2 separate regions of the Cyclopterus lumpus genome follow, and region 2 is linked to region 1. A link is a contact called in public Hi-C data. All regions are on one chromosome and are shown on one strand. Each heading gives the region's core, a stretch centred on a gene start, on an enhancer-like site or on the middle of the called end of the contact. The rest is flanking DNA. Distances are from core to core; before and after follow the strand shown.

The links. A called contact is a pair of places that touch in the nucleus more often than the background predicts.
Region 2: a Hi-C map of muscle shows a contact between it and region 1, with 5 times the contacts expected there. The contact joins the promoter of cdin1 here to the promoter of meis2a in region 1. A contact is called at or near these places in 2 of 2 Hi-C or Micro-C datasets (both in muscle).

What each region holds. Positions count from the first base shown.
Region 1 is chr22:14,597,274-14,600,291 of fCycLum1.pri, forward strand. meis2a (homeobox protein Meis2a) reads left to right here and starts at 1,625. Exons shown (of 13, transcript XM_034525554.1): 1 at 1,625-2,412; 2 at 2,927-3,018. The coding sequence starts at 2,401.
Region 2 is chr22:14,743,682-14,746,699 of fCycLum1.pri, forward strand. It overlaps cdin1 (protein C15orf41 homolog), which reads right to left and starts at 1,440. Exons shown (of 11, transcript XM_034525504.1): 1 at 945-1,440. The coding sequence starts at 1,045.

The sequences.
Region 1 (3,018 bases), core at 375-2,874:
CGGGGGCAAATCACATATTTCCGCAATAAATGCGGTAAAGACCTGGAAGTATGTGTATAAAAATCTGGATTTGGGATTTTAAAATACACTATCGTTCGCGTGAACGGCATATTTAACATACATGTGAGAATATATTCAATTATTTTTTTTAATTTATTTTTCATAGTCCGATCTGAAAACTTTCCCCCTTACTGCGCCGTGAAAGGACGCGCGTTCACAACAAAGCGGCAGATACAGTGTAAGGGTTTTGCGCTACTTACCACGGTTGTCCAAAGAAGGAAGTTGAGAAAAGAAAAAAAAAAAAAATGCCAAGCGTTACTGCACAAATCAATGTGAACGATAGTATTTAGCTCATGAAAATATCAGTCTTCAATAGCAGAGTCTGCCGGGCTGGTTGTGTTTACAGAGTGGAGAGACTTGGAGACGGTGAATGCCTTGGCTCTCTGCGCACCGCTCTGCAGCTCCTTCCCGGGGTATTGCACGTTGAAATGTCCACACAGCCGTTTGTCAAACCCTGCAGTCCTACACTTCCCACCCCCCTTTATGCCAACAAACATAACCGTTGTCACGGTTTCATTTATTGAATCGTTTTCCTTTTTTTTTTTTTAAAACACCCCAGCTATTTCTAAAATCGACCTCAAGCAACTCTTGTTTGGTATTTTGTTTGTTGGGAGTTTATTGACCCTCCAACGGTAGCCACAGCCCATCTCCCTGAGCGTGTGTCTACCATAATCCTAACCTGTGAATAATTAATTTCCACCATCAAAAAATGTCACGGAGCCACAAATGGAGCCTTAATGTGAGAACCTATCAATACAGCCATGATGCCATATTAGCATTGATGGAGATACATATTAAAGGGGTTAGATGGCCTGCTTCTGTTTTGTGCGTAAAAGTGCTCAGGCTCCAAAAAGGGCTTCACTGCTATCGATGTCCGGAGCGTTGCTCCTCCTCTAAACTTCAATCTCCTCACATGATTGATGATCTCAGGGAGCTTTGATAATTGACTACTCTGAGGTAAGGCACGGATTTCTATTAAGAGAGGGGATTGGACGAAAGAAACACACAAAATTATTTTCTCCACAAAGCTTTTTTTCCCCCTTTTGGAAAAGTTCATTCCGGGCTTATAGGGGTGCTGCGTGTCGTTTAATTTGCAAAAACAAAAAAGAGCAGAGCAATAATTAGCTGTAAGATTAGGAGGTATTACGGAGATATTAGGCACACAATCTCACAACCACAAACAGATACAAAGTGAGCATTATGTCCATCTATTAAACTCTGCATTCATAAGATGTCCTGCTTCATAATATCACGTTTAAGTTATATCAATGAGGATGCATGGATGAAAGTTCAAAGGTTTACCTTTGGTTCATGTTACATTTCACCGTGCGTAAAAGTGTGCATGCATCCTGCGTAAATCTGCTTTAAACCCAACTTATTCATCATGATTCATGTGGTTAAACTCAGTCAGGGTTGTGTTTGATGTAACTCCCGAGTATCTGCAGCCGAAGTGTCCGCGCTGGTAAACCTTCCTCATTCAGCCTTCTCTCTGCTTTTTTTCTTTAGGACTCTTCACGGCGAAAATGAATTGGGTGGGAGCTGTGTTGGTTTGGCTCGTACCCCCAGTGTGCAGTTGAAGCCGTCCCCGTGCCTCGCATATACTCTGCATATCACACGATTTGGTCTCTCCTCTCTCTTTTCTGGAGCTGCTGTAGGACTGGCTATGGCCACCGCTACTTCCGGGATCCGTCATTTCATTCGCCCACCGCTCAGCGCTGCGAACTGACTCTGTTTCTATAAGCAAGCTAGCAGCCAACCTGCCAACACTCGCTGACACTCACTCATCTCAGTCTCGCCAGATAGACGAAATACCTACGGGGGGAAAGAAAGGAGAGATCTGAATCGCAATCTCTTAATTTCTACTGCTTTTTTCTTCTTCTTCTTCTTTTTTTTTTTACAGTGATAATAAAACAAGATAGCGATCTGGAGGCATTAAAGGAGACGCGGACTTGCGGGATGAAAACGGACTAAAAGATTCGTCCTTCTCTTGAACATCATCACCAACCGTCATTCATTCATTACCTTGACAACCTCTGGCTTTGATTGACAGCTGGAGTGGCAAAAAGCCATGAGACACGACAGTTTAGTTACATGCAGGTTGTTGATGGGCCGATTGTAACCTTCACTTTGGCGCATTTTTCCTTTTTTTTCCCGAGGAAAGAGGGAAAACCAGAAAAATTGCAAAACTCCCTGATGCTACGATTTCAACTGAACCACACTGGCGAATAGGAGAAGTCGCAAAGTTGGTTGAAAAAGGAATCTCGCCTCTAAATCACTTTCTAAACGGGACTGGGATATTAAATATACGACAGATTCAGGAGTTTATTGGAGCGCAGCCTGATGGCGCAAAGGGTAGGTTTTAAATCTCCTACACTTACCTGTTCAAATCCACTGTAGGGCGGCACTCGTATCGATAACCTCTTGTCGGGTGGTGGCAAACTCACAAAGTATTCATATCAAAGCTGCTATATTTGACGTTGTTCGCAGCGCCCCTGCTCTTCAAGCAAAGTGACAGCCCTCTCTCTGCCTTTACCGACGAGCCTCCGCGACACTCGTGGATCAGTTTCACAGGAGACTCCAAACTAATTCGCTCTTTTCACCCACCAAGCTCGCTTTCGGGGAGAAGCTCCGTTGTAATGTTTTTGGTAACGACAACCCGTTGATCAGATATAATATGTGCCACTTTTCCCCCTGCGCTGGCCGCGGCGCATTTTCAACGCTTATTCGATCTCCTTTGCGTGTGTTCGAGCTGAGACGTTGCATTGCTTTTTTTGTTGTTTTGTTTTCGTTTGTACTTTCTCACATTTGTTTTTATAAAAAGTAACCGGGCAGCCGCGCTGACTTTTTGCTCTGATTGTGTTCCCAGTACGATGAGCTGGCCCACTACGGGGGGATGGACGGAGTCTCGGCGTCGATGTACGGGGACCCGCATGCTCCCCGGCCGCTTCCCCAGGTCCA
Region 2 (3,018 bases), core at 190-2,689, 150 kb after region 1:
CCTCCGGGAGAGAGAGATCGTGCAGAATTATTGGAATGAAAACGGCCCCATGTTTTCCTTTAATTATTACACCCACCAGTACCACTTTTTGAAAAACTGGCATGTGGACTGTTTGTTAAAGACAGTTTAGATTAGGAAACCAAAAGGAGAAAGGAAACTAAAAATAAATGTGAGAAGGACCTCCTAGTGTTGGTGCCTAAACATACAGGATATTGGATGAACTTTATACGCATGACATATTCTGTAAAATGCTGACAGTGAGGACAAAGCCAAGCTCAAGCTTCGCTGTGTCCCCTTTGGGGACCTGATACCTTCTTCTAGATTGGTGATTAGGGCACAATGGAAGTAGGAAGCTCCAAATACATACGACTTTGTAAGTGACCTCAGCGGGATCAGCCATGGTGTCCTGGTGGCCTTGGGGGATTACACATGTTACGTTCAATAAAGTGAGGGCCCTCAGTGTCAAGGAGAAAGGCAAACACAACCATTAACCTCTCTCTTCGATTTCTGGATGTGCAGGCACTGCATGGCAAAACATTGGCTAACGCTGTGGTGGAAGCCTATACAGAAACCTGTGTGGAATTAATTAGAGATCATAAGTGGTGAATTAAATGGGATGATACATATCCACAAAAAAAAAAAAAAGGAGATACAAAAGAGACTCAGGAATAAATGAATCTGCTATTGGGAGTTGATAGACAGATGGTAAAGGCATCACTGAAGTGAGCTCTTATGTATGTAAATTACTATCTAATCATAATTGTATTTTGTGCATTTTGGAAAATAATCAATGACTCAGTGTACAAAGTATAACATATGCTTATGCACAGCAGTTTGGTGTGTTTACCCTCTGGCATAAACACACACCTGCAGTAACTTACACACAATACATCCGCACAAGTAAAGGAGCTCACAAAAGAAGAAAGAAGTGTGGAACCACTTACTTCGGTAATCTTTCCTTCAGCGTCTTCATACATTGGCGGGTGGGTCTCAGTTGATCAGTCCATCTCACGATCTTTTTATATTCAGCTCGGGATAGCCTCATTTTGATTTGATTACTATGCTGGCCGTGTGCCTTTGACTGTATCTATCTGTGCAAACACAGAGTGAGAGTGTAATCAACGGACGCAACCTAGGTTCCAGAGGTAAACAACGTGAGCTGTCAAAAACAGCTGTAACGTTACCTCCTGCCTTGCTAGCCAAGCTTAGCTTTATCTTGTGGCTAACGCGACACCACAAAATAAAAATGCTCGTCTACTCTTCGAAAGGGTACTGAAGGACTACTGACTGTATCGGATTGTCAAATATGAGTGTAGAGCGATACATAACACGTAAAAATGATTGTTTACCATTAATTCCTGCTGCATGTGTGCACTTCCAGATAGCGGCTTCCCGCTAGGAAGTTGAAGAGGTGACTTTTGTGTGAGCAGCGGTGTGATTGGTCGATTCTTCCTCGAAGCTGAGTATACCAGCAGGTGATTGGTTACTTGACGGGACGGAGGCGGAGACCCAGCTGAGACATGCTGCTGATTCGCAGCACCTCGGAAGCATCACTGGATTCTCGTCAAATGCAGGCGGGTGCTTGATATGAGTCGTCTTCGGCTCTGCTGCAACGCTAGTTGATAACCCTAAAATCCGACAGAAAATAAAAAGATTAAACTATACGGGCAGGGGAAGTATTTTAAAGAGGGGAGGGGAACTGTGGAAGGAGAACAGAGAAGGAGGCGTCTTTCTGTTATGTGTGTGTACAGGGCTCTACATCGGTAAATACAGCTCACGAATTATGTGTCAATAATGTCGTAGTTTAACTGGTGACAGCGTTACTTCTGTGCTTGCGTACATTTCTTTGCAGATGGTGCTTCTCAAATAAAACGTGCTCTGTTGCTTTGATAATGCTACTTCAGCCTACAGTCCATTGCAACTTAAAACATAGGGCTACGATATATATATTTATTTGAAATAAACTGCATTCAATGATCAAGTGGCGAAGCACACTATATATTCCCCTGGCTTTCATGGAGCTTCATTCAACTTCAGTTTAGGCTCTTGTTAATTTCCCCTCATTCTTAAAGTTGAAGCAACTGCAAATCTTAGGAGAAAAGTGTTAAAAGTGTTTTGGTCATTTATCTAATTTGATTATGTTACACTTCCAACATACAACATTTAAAGTGCATTTAAGTTCAGTGATTAGCCTACTTTTTCTTTAAAGAAAACACAAAGTCTACCAAATTACAACGCAGTGACGCATCATTAATGTGTATATATTGTATTCTTTTACATTTGCAGGAAGGAATTCTGCTTCCCTAAGAAAATATTGGTCTGGGCTTGCCTACATTATTTCCGACACAAGACATTTGTGTGGACCATCCCCAGCTGTGGGTCCCCAGAATCCTCAGCACCTTTCACCTAACCAAGGTAGTGCTTTAAATGCCCCTGGCAGAAATATGTAAATTAGGCCAAGGATGATGATGTACGACTGTAGAAAAGATGTGTAAACCATACAAGGATATTGTTAAAATTATTAAGCATACAGTTGTAACATTTGTTAATCCAAACTGCTTGCATTTCAATGAAAATAGCTATCTATAAGTTACAAACGCAAACTGCTATTTAAGGGAAAATAGACAATAGTCAATTACTGATTTGTTGTGTTTCTTCCTTTCCCCCTGAACCATATGGATGCCTCTGACTGGAGTGTTGATTTTAGACGACTATTCAATAGGATTCAAATCTTTTAAGACCTAATTTGTCAAATACATGCCCTTGAGATCAATATAATTTTACAATGGCATTGTTGTGTAATTAGTCTCTGAACAGTGCTAAACCTCAGTCTACCCTAATAGATTTTCTCTTTCACCTTCAATCTTAACAGACCAATGCAGCAGGGAAGTATCACAGTCATTTTGTGGTCAGTTTCAGATTTTTCCAATTTATAAAAAATAAATAAAACAACAATATCGTAATAAGTAACAACAAATAATTAGTCAAAAAATGTGCATTGGTTTGACTACATCAAAC